2 separate regions of the Anas platyrhynchos genome follow, and region 1 is linked to region 2. The links are chromatin contacts, called in public Hi-C maps. All regions are on one chromosome and are shown on one strand. The core of a region is the stretch at or near the end of the contact, and the rest is flanking DNA. Distances in the headings are between cores, read along the strand shown.

Region 1 (7,017 bases), core at 374-2,873, 71 kb after region 2:
AAGTCTCACATTTGTTTGTGTTTGCACCCTTTAACTAGCGTTAGGAAGCTGTGATTTACATTGCTGGGTAAATCACATCTGCTCATAAGCTGTGGTTTTAAAAACGTTGCACATCTGTGGTATCAAATGTGTGCAAATTAGAGAATTACATGACATTACTAGTCACTTACATGCAAATGTAAGCTTCATTTTTTGTGCAGTATTTGAAGTCATGTTATTATGTACCATAAACTGCAATCACCTACTGTCTACTTATACAGCAATACAAAAAGGAATTTATTCCTTTGTAATCATTTTCATACAGCCATATAGTCAGGTACCCCAATCAGGAATGTAGGCTACAAACTGTCAGCTGCCCTGATGCTTGCTTATGGTCATTCTTTATAGGTGGCCTGGTCACCACACTCATTACTTTTGAGTAAATAAAATGTGGAATTTGGTATTCTGGAGTTGTGTTTGTTGGTAAAAGAGGTATTTTCTTTGCAGCAATCTGGAAAAACGGTATTTTTTCAGCTTTGCTTCCTTCATGTATCTGTGGCTTCTTTTTGAAGCTGGTACCAGGTTGACCAGAGACAGCATCTTTTATTCCAAGATCTAGAGATGGGGAAGTGGTATAGTCAGTCTGTGACGTGCTCTATTCCAACACTGCAAAAGGGGGTGTTCCCTATGACACGTCTGCTCTATTCTTCTGCCTTGAGTGTCTCAAGAGAGAGAGCGTCAGCAAGATTTTCCTTCTTCTATTTCACAACCTTGTTCCTATTTTCACATCTTATAAAAAATAACATATATATATACATTTATGCATTTAAATACATTCATAAGAATGTTCTGCTTTAAATTACAAGTCTACATCTTTTCAATCCTCACTCGATTTTCCTTCAGACAGTGGACAAAGCTTTCATCAGAAGACTCAATGTTACTTATAAGCATTATTAATGAAGCTTGACAAAACAATTATGCAGAAGCTATTACCATCTTTACCTTTCATATGGCCAAAATAAATTGCAGATAAATTATTACATGACTCAATCAAAGTTGTACAATGAATTAATGGGAGCAGCTGGATGTGGAGACTAGCAACTTTGACACTCACACTCATGCTGAAATTATGTGCCCTGAAAACACCAGGACTGCCTCAGACCCACTCTACGCTACATGCATTTCTCTCATATGACTGAAGTGTTTTTAGGCTATGAAAATTAAAGAAAAGGAAAAATAATGTAAATCAATGTCTCTTTCTACATTGTTTTCCCTTCTGAGGCTAAAAGATTTTTTTTCTTTTTCTTGTTTTAATTTTTTTCTTACAGTAGATATTGGCAGGCTGAAAGTTGAAATAAAATAGGAAAAAATAATAAGCATATTTTGAGTGATTACTCAACTGGGGTCCTTTGTGACAGGAAATGCAGCTGCGTGACTAATGGGCCTGACTTTCTCTTGGCTTCCTTCCCCCTTCAAAGATCTTGTTTACTGCCCCAGCCAATTTTTTTTTTTTTTTTAAATTGCTAGAAGCTAGCAATTTTCCAGGAAAAAAAGATCTTTGCAAGAGGCAAAGGCAGTAAATCTTACAAAGATCAAGGGCTGCAGAGCTCTCCCCCATCTACTCCTTTTAGCCTTCCAGGCTCTCGAGTCACGTCATATCTTCCCTTGCTCCACTCCGAACATGTGTCTAGCAGATCTTTCTGCTTTGGTGAGGGGAGGGAGTATGTGAATCACATTTACAGCATCTAGCCCTGGAATTCATAAAGGAAGGGCTAATTCCATTAAGGAAACCAGGGGCCTCCTAAGCCTCTTGCATTTTCTCTTTTTATTATTTTTTTCTCACTCGCTCTCTTCTAACAACAGTTGTGTGCTCATGCTCCTTGATGACATGGCTGTAAGTGTGAGCTGTTGAGATTTGACACAGCATAGTTCCCTTGCAAGGGGCCACAGAGCTTCAAATGTTTGCATTTGGCCTGCTTTATAGCTCTGCTTCGCTGAGCCTCCCTGGTAACCAAAGCTGGGCTGGGAGCTGAACCTCCCCTGAACTTGATGGGAAGAGGAACCACGCGCTCAGTTTCAGGGCAGGCCCTTCCCCCTGTCGCTCAGTGCAACAAACCCAAGTGCCCTCTCAGTAACTGGGGGCATTGGCGTATGCCTGGGTAGGGAACCCAAGCAAGCAGGGTCTGTGTAGTTCTTTGGAGGGTGTCACCAGGAGATGCACACCCTGAAGGGCTGCGGTACTGAGCCCTGTGGAGAAGGGCTGGGGGCTCAGGGAGGTGTCTGAGGTATGAAGGGGCACAGGGGGCTCAGGGTCTGAGGTATAAAGGGGCACAGGGAGGTATCTGAGGTATGAAGGGGCACAGGGAGGTGTTTGAGGTATGAAGGGGCACAGGGGGGTCAGGGTCTGAAGTATGAAGGGCTCCCAGTGCCCGGTAAGGCAGTGACATTTCTTGGCCCTCAGGTGCTTACTGGTGCATGAGCCTGCGTTGCCAGCAGCAGCGTGAGCACCAGCTGTGCCTCAGTGGAAACTGGTAAAACCCTGGACTAACAGCGTTAAGTTCATTCCTGCGAGGAGGTTGGAAAGTCAGCAGCTAGGTAAGCAACAGACTCAGAAATAATGTAAGAGAAGAGGGAACCAGTCTTTTGCTTTCTCAAGAGGCCTTTCTCTTTGGAGAGCTGGGGGATCAAGTCATTGAAAAACAGTTTGAGGGCTGCTCCACAACCTACAGCCCTGGCATGGTTCCCTGTGCCCTGAAGCAGAGGCTAAAAAAGGAGGTGAATATATTCATTACCACAAACTGCATAGCGAAACCATCAGAATGGGTATACTAAAAAAAGAGATGAAACCTTTGCTTATGAATAGACCTAAAAGAATTGAATACATGTGTACAGAGGGATCATTTTCCACTACCTACAAGAGGAAAAACCTCTGGGGAAGTGGCTGATGCCAAATATTTTCTTATGCTTCATGTGTCAGCAGGGTCTGGCAGAAACCCTTAAAAAACAGAGCACGCATTTTGTGCAAGTTGAGAATCACAATTTCTGGTGATTTGGATTGCTTCACCAAACTTGAGACATTTCTCCAAAAATACAGCAGATGTTTGATAGTGGACCAAGTTTTCAGCATTTACACAGATCAGATGATGTTAAGATCAGCAAGAAAAAAAAAAGAAGAAGAAGAAAAAAAAAAAAGAAAAGAAAACAGAAAAATAACAGAATAACAGTAAAAGGCTTCAGAGCTGCCCTGAGAAGAAACTAAGCTGGGTTAGACAGCCAAAAATGCTAATTTTTTGCAACAGATATAAAACGCTGGTGAGAGACATGTCATGGCAATGTATGCAGCAAGGTTACAGAGGAGCTGGGTTGCATGCAGCAGCAGAGGGCACAAGGACTTGCTGGAATGGAAGCCCCAGGAGATGTGTGTGTGACCTGGCTGTGTGACCTGACAACCCCAGGGCACTGCTGTACAAAGACATCCAGTAGACTTTGACTACAAATCTTAACAATTCCAGAAACTGGAAAAGGATGCAGCCCCGAGGTATCTTAGCAGCACACGTGAGACAGAGCTGTCCCCAGAAGAGAACTGGGCTAATCCTCTTGCAGCTATATGCTCAGATCTGCAGGTCAGTAATTTCTGTGCAATGAACAGTAAAAAAGCTGAGTGTCAGGGCGTTCAAACAGAGAAGAAGGATTTGGCATTTGTCCATAAACGTAAAAGGTTTCCTGTCTTTTTTTTTTTTTTTTTTTTTTTTTTTTTTTAAGAGAATCCTGTGTTAGAAAACTGACCATAAGCCACTTGCTGCAATTGCCAAAATGGCCTGGCAACCCCCCTCTCCTCATGAACACAAAGGTTTTTTTCCAGTTACAAATTTATGATTTGCAGATTATGAGGGATTTGGCAGGTTCAGACTTAATCCCTAGAGCATTTGATGAAAATGCAATGATGCAAAGTCCAGAGCTAGATTTTGTAGGTGATGATTTGCTTAAAAATTTTGCTTATGGTGGGGATGAGATCCAGCAGAAAGTACATGAGACCATCACAGAATATTCTCAGCCTTGTTCCTGACTTCAGATAAAAGTATGAATAAATGTATGAGAAACTGTATACCCTCTCTTGATTGTTTCTACTTTCCTGAGGTAGCCTTACTATAAGGTCCTAGAAGTAAGAAGATGGCCGGGTGTATCAAGTTTATTGTTACTACACATACTGTGCCTGCTAAGGTAAACAAGCTCTAACAAGGTAGTAGGAATAACTAAATGCAAGGCATCCTCAGTATAGTACAGATTTGGCTCTACCACTCTAGTTCCCATTATTCCTAATCAAATGAGATGGTAGGAAAAAGTATCAAAAGAAGTTGGTAACCACTGAGCAAAAGTGTGGAATTATGCTGTGATCTGGTTTAGGTCTGATAAACTGAGGTAGAACACATGAAGGAAATATGCAAACTACTGACATTTTGCTTGACAGAAAAATTAAACTCTTTTCATTCCTGCAGTCTTTCAACTCCTTGCCATCTCCACGGGTTCCCCTTCAGTCATGGGGGTGTGGAAGAATCGTAAAGAAACAGAGTCCAGGACACAGCAAACACGTAACAAAATGCCACTCCAACAACTGTAGCAGCGATTTTCCAGCTCTGGAGATGCAAGCAATGCTGCCAGGTCCTCAGGATTCACCAAGCAACGTTTATGTGATTGGTTGTAACTGTTTGCAGTTGCATATTAACATACCTTTTCTGAATTTTGATTTGGAAAACTCAGTGATTTTAGAACCTCTGGCATTAATAACTGCCCTTTCCAGTCTGTGAATCTGAATCAGGTGCTGCAAAGCCTCCATTTTATTATGAACAGCCGGATGAAACCAGATGCATAATAAAGCAAATCTTTCACAAGCAGCTTAAGCACTGGATGCACAATGAGGACAACTGCATTTCAGCACAGAGGTGGCTACATTTGAGCCACGGGGAAGTAATTCATTTATACACAAACTTCTCAAGCACTTTGGGATGAAAATACTGTATGGAATCAGTTTAATACACTCATGTGACAGACTCCCATTTCATATTGTTTTCCTATTTTTGCTATGCCAATCATACTGCAATCCTATGCCCTCATTCTGATCGTGCTGGAATAGGAGGCAGATACTTTCAAAAAAGCCAGCAGAATTAAAAACTTGCAGTGGGAATTGTTCCTGTGCGTGCAGCTTGCTCATGCTCAGAAACTATTCATGTTGCATTTCTCTCTCCCCACTTAATAAGGGGCTGCTTGCATTTTGGCCGCATTAGCATGGTTTTGAATTCTGGGTGTACTTTTAAGTAGCACGTCCTAGGCACTGTGTTCTGGTGCATGACAGTCTCCTCGTCTCCTTCGGACTCCTGCCTGCCTTCACCTTCTACTCTGATGCTCTCCTGCCTCTGGAACATCTCACTTCATCAGCACAACCAACCAACCCATACATCAACAGTTTCAAATTCTTCAAATTGAGAAGCCTCAAATCAGGAACAATTTGATAACTTGCTCTCCCCTTTTGTTGAACCCTGTACAAAGGACTAAAATGACTGTGTTGCCTAGTAGGTAAAAAAGGAGACCGGAAGCCCTGGACCACCTTTGGCCATGGACAATACTACTGAAACTAGACATCACATGATGTCTAAATCAGGCGTGTGTTGACTGCACAAGGCAGCTTCACCCAAAATCTAATGCCACTGTGTTACGCAATGGCTGCACAGCCTCTTGTGCCTTTGTTTCTTCATCTGTAACACGCAGACAGTAGCACTCAGCCATCCAAAGGGGTGAACTGAGAGTTCATTGGCATTTTGGAAGACTTTTGATATTCCTGGATGAACAGTGCAGTATGAACAGAAAATAGCTGTCATTGTTTCTTCCTTTTTTAGTGACATCCCTCTGATATTGCGCTCTCACATTCCTGAGTTAAGCTTGCTTGATTTTGCCTGGGTTTAAAATCTGTTTTCTTCCTCAGAGAGGATGCTATAATACACCTGTAAACACAGCAAGTCTCAAATGTTCAGCAGCCTTGCACTCAAGGCAAGCTGCCTCCATCTGACCTTCCTCATCTTTATTAATATACTCAAACAAAGACAGCTAGAACAGTTTAATACGGGCATGTTTTGTACTCCCTGCAGCCCTGTGCATTTTAAAGGCCAGAAAGGACATTCTCTGCCCCAACAAATGATTCAGCGTAGATTAGAAGCTTTGGTTTATAGAAGAAACCCTGCAATTCGATACCCATGTGATAGCAGCTTTTGACAGTGAGGTACAGTCCCAAGCTTGAATATAGATTCCCACTCCAGGAACTGAGCTCTATGTCTACAGGCCTTCTAGAGGCCTTGTGCATACAACCACCTCTTTGTTGCTCCATCTGTAAAACTGGGGTTGTAACAGAGGGGTTTAGAGAAGTTCAGCTCTAGAAGTTTTTACAAATGTTAAATATTGCTTGTTTCAATCTTGTTCTGTTACAAAGAAGTCCTGCAATTCTTCCATCCTCTGCTGTTAAAAAACTGCTCTTCTCTTTGGGTCTTTATGTTACTTAAATTGTACATAGTAGATTTTTGCAGATTTGGAGTGGAGGAAGAGGGGCGTTTAAGAGAGCAAGTAACAGTTTTGCAAGTAAAAGTGATGGAATTGCTGACAAAAGGTTTGAGCTGATGTTTCCATGTATAACTATCCCTGTTTGTGCTCTCCAAGCAGCTCTGACTGTGATGGGTCCTCTTTCACGTATATTTAGGACAGAACAACTTGTGTTCAGAAGTATCAGCAGGCACTAGAAGCACACGCACCAAGTGTTAGGTTCCCCGTAGCTCTAGAATTCCCCCCTCCGCAGGGATGGTTCAAGCCAGCGATGCCATCGTGAATGGATGAGAAGAAGGAAAACATTATTAATAACAGTGGCTAACGCAAATGATGACGTTAATGACCGTATTTGCATTAAGATGGTGACTGTCGAGCCTGGTCTCTGGTTTTCCATGAGGATCTCTGTGCTAGAGCATCTGTGTGCAGGGCAGAGCCCCTGGGGCAGGTGGC
Region 2 (7,039 bases), core at 3,998-6,497:
TGGCTGACAAAGGTGAGATCTCGAAGAGGTTTTGACCTTCTCCTTAAAATAAATAAATAAATAAATAATAATGTGAAAGCATTTAGTCCTAGCACATTCTTTCAGGGGAGACAATATCATGGAAACATTCCACCAGTTGATGTCTGCTGAATAAATCAGCAGCCAGCTCCAGCTGGAAACTGGCATGGGCGACCAGGAGTGGCTGTGCTGCTGCATTATCGCGCTGGTGCGTACAGGCTTGCAAGCGTGGAAGCAGGGTTTGAAAACAATCCTGAAGTTGTGCTGTTTGCTGCGATCTACGCCTTCCCATTTCCAGGATCGCTTCTGGTTCATGCACTAACCACCCTATTGATACAAAGGGCAATTGCCGGTTCGACTTGCAGCAGGTGTGGGCTGCTTTTTTTCCCCCGGACACTGCCAACAGCCTCTCTCAAGCTTCCGGCACTCCCCTTGATCTGAACGCCAAAGCGCTGGGAGAGAGCCGGTGTCTCTGCCCCAGCAGGCCGGGCCTGCAGACGAGGCGGGGCCGCAGCGCGCTGCGGGACGCTGTGTGCCACCACCAGCCCCACAGCTGGGACTCGGGGGGCAGTGGGATGGGGGCTGACCCCAGCACCTTCACCAGCCACCACCAGGCAGCACCCACCTGGATCATGCTCTTTTCTCCCACCCCTCAAAACTGCCTTCTTCTGCATCCATCTGTGCCCCAGCCCCATGGAGCTTGGCACCAGCCTGGCTGCAGCCGCAGGGCCCCGAGGTGGTCGTGGCAGGCAGCAAAACACCAGCATGGGCTTGCTGTGCATTAACCACATTAGTATTTCCACTGGAAATTACAGCTCGGATCCATTAAGTTCAGCCAATTTCCTTACCCTGCATCTGCTGAGAGGACACCTTTGCTTTTTCCCCTGCAGTACCTTGTCAGTGCCACCAGCGCTAAACTCGTGACCCTTCCTCAGGAGGCCACACACTACATCCACCTCCCGCCTTTTCCTCCCTTCACACCCAAACAGTAGCCCAGTATCCGAGCCACTGAGGAAGAGAAAGCCCTCCTGACGAACAACCAAATCAGATCCAAACCCCACTACTAATTAGCAAAGAAGTCCTGTAATTGAGCTCATCCTGGACGGTCCTTAAGTCATTCACACGTGTAAAGTCGGGAGGATTAAGGGCTCATAATATTTGCCTGGCCCTGTTGCTACCAATTCCAGCAAAAATAATGGAGCTAGCTTCTTGGGTTTCACGCCACCACAAAACACACACATGCACACACTCCCTCTTTTACGGATGTTTACAAACGCGAGCAGCCAGGAATCTCGCTCGGGTTGCTTCCCACCACCCTAGCACACTTGCCTGTATCTCTGCGCGTCTGCTGTCCCACCAGGGAGCTGGTTGTGTCCCCTCTGCTTGGCAGCAGGAGGAGGCCACGCTGCCCCAGGTGCCGGCAGCCCTGGCAGAGGGCGTCCCTACACCCTGTGGTTTCCAGCTCCGGCCATTCACACCTCCCAGTGGCAACCCGGAGATGTTCCACAGGCGGAGCACAAGGCTAAAATAAAAGGAAGGATTAAAAAGTTAGGGGCAGGCGACAAAGGGCAGGCGCAGAATAGCCACGCTGACATCCGCCTACTCCACCTTAAGGGCCACAGCGTCTGGAAGGTGCCTGGAGTTGACACAGCCTGCGGGCAGCAGAAGAAAGGCACTGCTGCACCTCCACCTCCAGAGGCACGGCCAACAAAAATAGCACCTGACCCACAAGATACGAACAGCCACTGCACAAGGCTTCGGCTCCTCTTGCACCCCCAGCAGAAATAAGGGTGGGAGGTTTGTCCTGCCCCTAGCTGCCCCGCACTGGAGGAAGACACGTCTGTGGTATAAGATACACCCACATACCCCTGGCCCCCACAGCAGAGGGAAAACCCCTCACCCCTACAAAACTCCCTTTCTGTGCCATGGAAGCACTTCCCTTTCCTAGCTTGAGACCTTGGAAAGAGGCCAAGGTGGGAACAAACCAAACCAAGCCTTGTTTTCAACCATTCCGACTTTTCTGTACTTGTGCTGTTTTTCAGTAACCCCTGCTCGGCTCAGACCCCCATAATTCCTACTGGTGTGTGGCTCCAGGTGAAGGCATGTGGAGGCATCTCAAGGCAGCGATATTCTCCTGTAGCTACGGGAGCCGTACCATCACCAGACGGACCTGTGACAAAGCTGGCGCTTGCGTTCAGTTTATATGTGGTGCCCCATGTAACCTCTTATTACCCCAAGGGGGAGTTCAGCTGAGTGAAGAGCACAGCCACCCCGTGGGACTCTTCTCCAGCTTCTCGCAGAGGCCAGAACGGGAAGCTGAGCCCAGTGGCCCAGGCACGAGACAGCGCTGACCTCTACTTCCCAGCGTGGAGCTTCTCCTGCCCGGCCTGGACACCTCCACACTGTGCCGCGAGAGCCACGCGTGCGAGGCCCACCTCCAGCCAGCACAGGGTACGCAGCTCCACCTGCACGGTGGGAGCGTTGGCTGCCCCAGTGAGGCCTCCCGCTGATGTCCGCAGGCCCACGAAAAGCAGGAGATGACAGGAAAAGGTGTGTCTGGCTGCAGCAGCGCCATGAGCTGCTGGGAGGTAAAGTGGCTCAGTGTGCGGGAGCAAGGGTTCGGGTCAGCCCCTGCCAGCGCCTCAGGGGCTTCTGCGAGGCTCCTCACACAACCCATGCTCCAGAGGAGTCCATTAGGGTTTGATGGAGTACAGAGCGCAAGGACAGGCCAGGACTATGTAAAAATAACTGTACTGGGTCAGATCAAGAGTCTGTTTTAGCCTTCCTCTTACCGCCAAAATCAGTCAATACTCAGGGGAAAGTGCAGGGGGATGACAGAGCAGTACTTCACTGGGCATTGTCCAGCGACACACAGTTCAGGTCTGCCTTTGGCTTTAGTAAACCTCCAGGGACTTTTCCTCCATAAATTTGTCAAATTGCTTTTTTGACCCCGTTTATACTTTTGACCTCCACAGCATCATGTGCCAATGAGCCCACAGCTTCGTGCACGCGCGATTTGAAGAAGTACTTCTTTAAACCTCCCGGCTTGTCGTTTTCATTTGCAGTCCCCTAGTCTGTTCCCCATTTTCGGGCCGTTCTGGCGTATGCCAGCTCCAATTTTGGAAAGCAGTTTATAACTGCTCGGCTGGATGCGTGCATGGACCAGGACCCTTATCTGTGTCTATTCTGAGACAAGTTTAGCATCTGCCTGCACCAGAACTGGGGAGTGAGAATGCTACAGATGCTGCTCCTGTGCTGAAGAGGGACTTGGGTCGGGCTCAGAAGCCCTGGACATTTATTGCCGTTCCCTGGGCCCAGCAGTAGTGTCCCAGCTGGAACATGCCCCACACAGGGTGGCTAATGAGCATGGCATGCATTCATTCACTTTTTCAGTAACCTCCTTTAATAATTTACTTTCATTTATTCATTTACCTATCTTTATTCATTTCCATTTATCAAAGTTCTTGCAGGGCTCTGGCAGAAGGTGCAAGGCTCTGATTTTTCATTCCTCCAGTCGGTGTGAATTCATGCCCACACAAATTCCCACTTTGGCCTGGAGGGCTCTGACTTTTAGCCACGAGGTGGGGCGAGCAGCTAAATTCCTGCTCTGAGCATGTGCGCGCTGAATGCAAAGCAGACCACCACGGAGTCAGGTTTTGACAAGCTAAATCACTGGAAAAAATTCCTTCTCGGCTTCGGCGTTCGCTGCTCGATGCGTGGAAATGCGCGACCTCAAACCCCAAGTTTCCAAAACATACGCACGCGTGGGGCGAGCGAATATGCACATTTCAGCACAAGAGGGAGCAGGGAGGAAGCCGAGAAAAAGAAAAAAACAAAAACGGCTCAGAGCAACTCAGTAGTGAAATAGTTATCTCGGCCGGCTTTCTCGGTAACTCTTGGAAAGTCCCCGAAATGACGTTTCTAACCTAACAATTAAAATGGGTTTAATTATAGAGAGGCTCGGAGCCCTGGGAACAAGCACCATCTACAGAATCAGTAAACAACTGCAGAAAATAATAGACTGGTCTCTCCCCTGGTTACTCCTCGCTTCTGGCCAAGGCGAAAGAAAAGAAACTAGAAAGAGAAGGAAATTCGAGGAACCTGATTGCTCTCCCTAAGTAAATAATAAAAAAAAAAAAAAGGAAAGAAAGAAAGAAAGAAAGGACTCTGGCATAGCCAGAGCCCGTGGGCGTTCCTCTCCTTGGTTGTTTTGGCCGTTCTCGAAGAGCGAAGGAGGGGAAAAAGCTCAGCCGCCAGTTCAAAGTCCGGCTCCCGAGACTCTAAAGCAAACAGCGGAGGAAGCGGATGAGTTGCTTCAAGTCCTCAAGGCGCTGGCCGCTGGGTCCCTGCGGGGGCCGGGAGGGACCCACGGCAGGGGGACCCCGGCAAGGGGCCCCTCGCCCCCCCAGCCCCTCGGCCGCCTCGGAGGGCAGCCGCCGTGGCGCTGAGGCAGCCTGCTATCAGGAAGCCTTGAGACGTTTGGCTTTTTTTACACCGAAACTACCCCCGTCCTCCTCCCCCCCCCTCACCCCCCCGCCATATCAATATCGGTATGAATCACACTGTGCCGACTGAAATCTGGAACAGATTACTTGCTCAGAGACACAGTCTTTTTTTTTTTTCAGTTTTACAACTCAAAGAGGGGACTGGCAGGAGAGAGCATACGGGGAGAAGAGAGGCAGAGCGCACCGAGCACCCTTCTAAAACCGCCTTTTAGCAACTTCGGGAAGGCGGCTGCGAGCTCGCTCCCCGCGCAGAGCCCGGCACAAAGCGAGCCCGGGGCTGCCGGGGGCCCCCAGCTGCAGGGGCGGGCGCCGCGGGACTTGCGCGGCTTTTGCGCGGGGCCGCGCGTTGCACTTGCACGCGCACACACACACACACACACACACACACACACACACGCGGGCACGCGCACACACGCGCGCAGCAGCCGCGCACAGCCGCGTCCGGGGCGGGGAGGGGAGCGCTGCCCGCAGGGGCTGTTCTGGAAGGGACGCGCTCTTTTTTTTTTTTTCCTTTTCTTTTTTTTTTTTTTTTCCCCTCCCTTCCCCCTCCCATCTTCTTCACCCCCCCGCTCCCTCCCCCGAGAAGTTTTTTTTTTTTTTTTCTGGGCCTGCCCGCCCGGGTGATTCAGACGCGGTGTCAATCACCCTGCCCTCCTCCTCCTCCTCCCCTTCCTCCCGCCGCCGGCTCCTCCTCCCGGGGTAAGTCGGAAAACTTTATAAGTTGAGCTTTTTGCCCGAGCCCGCTGGAAGCGGCGAGCGGGCGCGGCGGGCTGGTGGCGGCAGCGGAGGCAGCGCTAGCAGCAGCGGGGGGAGGCAGCGCTGGAGGCTGCGAGCTGGAGGCTGCGCCTTACCCACACCGCGACTCCTTCCACTTGCCTGCCGCCGCCCCTGCCGCTTCCCCCCTCGCTCGCCGAAGATGTCCACAGCCCTGGTGTCGCCCACCATCTTCGACCTGAGCGAAGTTTTATGCAAGGTAAACGCGCCGGCTGGCCGCGCTCCGGGTTGGCGCCTGCAGGGGCTCTCTGCGCTTTTTTTTTTTTTTTTTTGCTTTACTTTTTATCCTTTTTTTTTTTTTTTTTTTTTTTTTTGCGTTTTCCTCCTTACTTTCCCCGGCCGGGCGGGGCTCAGCCCGGGCCCCTCTCCCTGCTCCCCGCTTCGGGGCCGGGCAGGGCAGGGCCGGGGCCGGGCGGGGGCCGAGCTGCTGCCGCCGCCCGCTGCAGCGTGCCCGGGCGGGGAGCAGCGAGCAGGGCTGGGAGCAGCCCGAGCCCTCGGCGCCTTCCCCCCGGGGGGCTCCTCCCGCAGCAGCCGCCCCCACGGTGGTCGTAGGGGCGGCTCGGGGTTTGCTTTGCTCTTAGCAGGCGGGCGGGACGTGCAGGGGGCTGTGCTGTGCTGTGCTGTGCCGTGCTGTGCCGCCGAGGCTGAGCCCTCCGAGGGCTCCCGGCGTCGCCTCCCGTCCGGGGAGAGTTGCGTTGAGGCGGTGGCAGTGACCGGTGCTTGCTTTCTGCCCGCAGAGCAACAAGATGCTGAATTACAGCCCCTCGGGTGTCAGCGGGTGCCTGCTGGACAGGAAGGCGGTGGGCACCCCGGCCGGCGGGGGTTTCCCTAGGAGGCACTCTGTCACCCTGCCCAACTCCAAGTTCCACCAGAACCAGCTCCTCAGCAGCCTGAAAGGGGAGCCCGCGCCCATGCTGGGCCCCCGGGAAAGCCGCTTTCGGGACCGCTCCTTCTCCGAGGGCGGCGAGCGCCTGCTGCAGCAGAAGCAGCCCGGGGGCCAGGTCAACTCCAGCCGCTACAAGACGGAGCTGTGCCGCCCCTTCGAGGAGAACGGCGCCTGCAAGTACGGCGACAAGTGCCAGTTCGCCCACGGCATCCACGAGCTGCGCAGCCTCACCCGCCACCCCAAGTACAAGACCGAGCTCTGCCGCACCTTCCACACCATCGGCTTCTGCCCCTACGGGCCGCGCTGCCACTTCATCCACAACGCCGAGGAGCGCCGTGCCGTGGCGGGCGGCCGGGAGCCCGCCGTCACTGACAGACCCCGCCTTCAGCACAGCTTCAGCTTCGCAGGCTTCCCCAGCACTGCTGCCAGCGGGCTGCTGGACAGCCCCACTTCCATCACCCCGCCGCCCATGCTGAGCGCCGACGACCTGCTGGGCTCCCCCACCCTGCCTGACTGCGCCAGCAACCCCTTCACCTTCTCCAGCCAGGAGCTGGTCAGTCTCTTCGCCCCCAGCATGGGGGTGCAGGTGCCCAGCGGGAGCTCCCCCACCACGTTCTTGTTCAGGCCCATGTCCGAGTCCCCCAACTTGTTTGACTCGCCGCCCAGTCCTCAGGACTCCCTCTCTGACCAGGAGGGCTATCTGAGCAGCTCCAGCAGCAGCCACAGCGGCTCAGATTCCCCTATCCTGGACACCTCAAGACGTCTTCCCATCTTCAGCAGACTCTCCATCTCCGACGACTAATCTGGGGTTTCCTCTTGCTCCCCCCCACCTCTATTACGATGTTAAGCTGAACTC

Evidence for each region. Hi-C and Micro-C count contacts between places; a contact is called where the count stands out from the background.
Region 1: a contact with region 2 is called in a Hi-C map of subcutaneous adipose tissue, with 2.0 times the contacts expected there. The contact joins the enhancer-like site here to the promoter of ZFP36L1 in region 2. A contact is called at or near these places in 2 of 8 Hi-C or Micro-C datasets (skeletal muscle and subcutaneous adipose tissue).

The regions. Positions count from the first base shown.
Region 1 is chr5:37,474,373-37,481,389 of IASCAAS_PekinDuck_T2T, forward strand. All of the region lies in intron 11 of RAD51B (RAD51 paralog B), which reads right to left. It overlaps LOC106017967 (a long non-coding RNA gene), which reads left to right. Exons shown (of 4, transcript XR_011809713.1): 3 at 1-3,602; 4 at 4,476-7,017. Among named protein-coding and RNA genes, the nearest start is that of ZFP36L1, 73 kb to the left of the region's middle. Within about 2 kb of position 1,624, at least 3 of the 8 cell types and tissues checked have an H3K27ac peak or open chromatin away from gene starts, as enhancers often do. A contact at or near this core is called in subcutaneous adipose tissue, where this site is marked.
Region 2 is chr5:37,399,487-37,406,525 of IASCAAS_PekinDuck_T2T, forward strand. ZFP36L1 (ZFP36 ring finger protein like 1) reads left to right here and starts at 5,248. Exons shown (of 2, transcript XM_038179267.2): 1 at 5,248-5,496; 2 at 6,035-7,039. The coding sequence starts at 5,440. The coding sequence ends at 6,985. LOC119717004 (a long non-coding RNA gene) reads right to left here and starts at 4,890. Exons shown (of 3, transcript XR_011809715.1): 1 at 2,097-4,890; 2 at 1,348-1,540.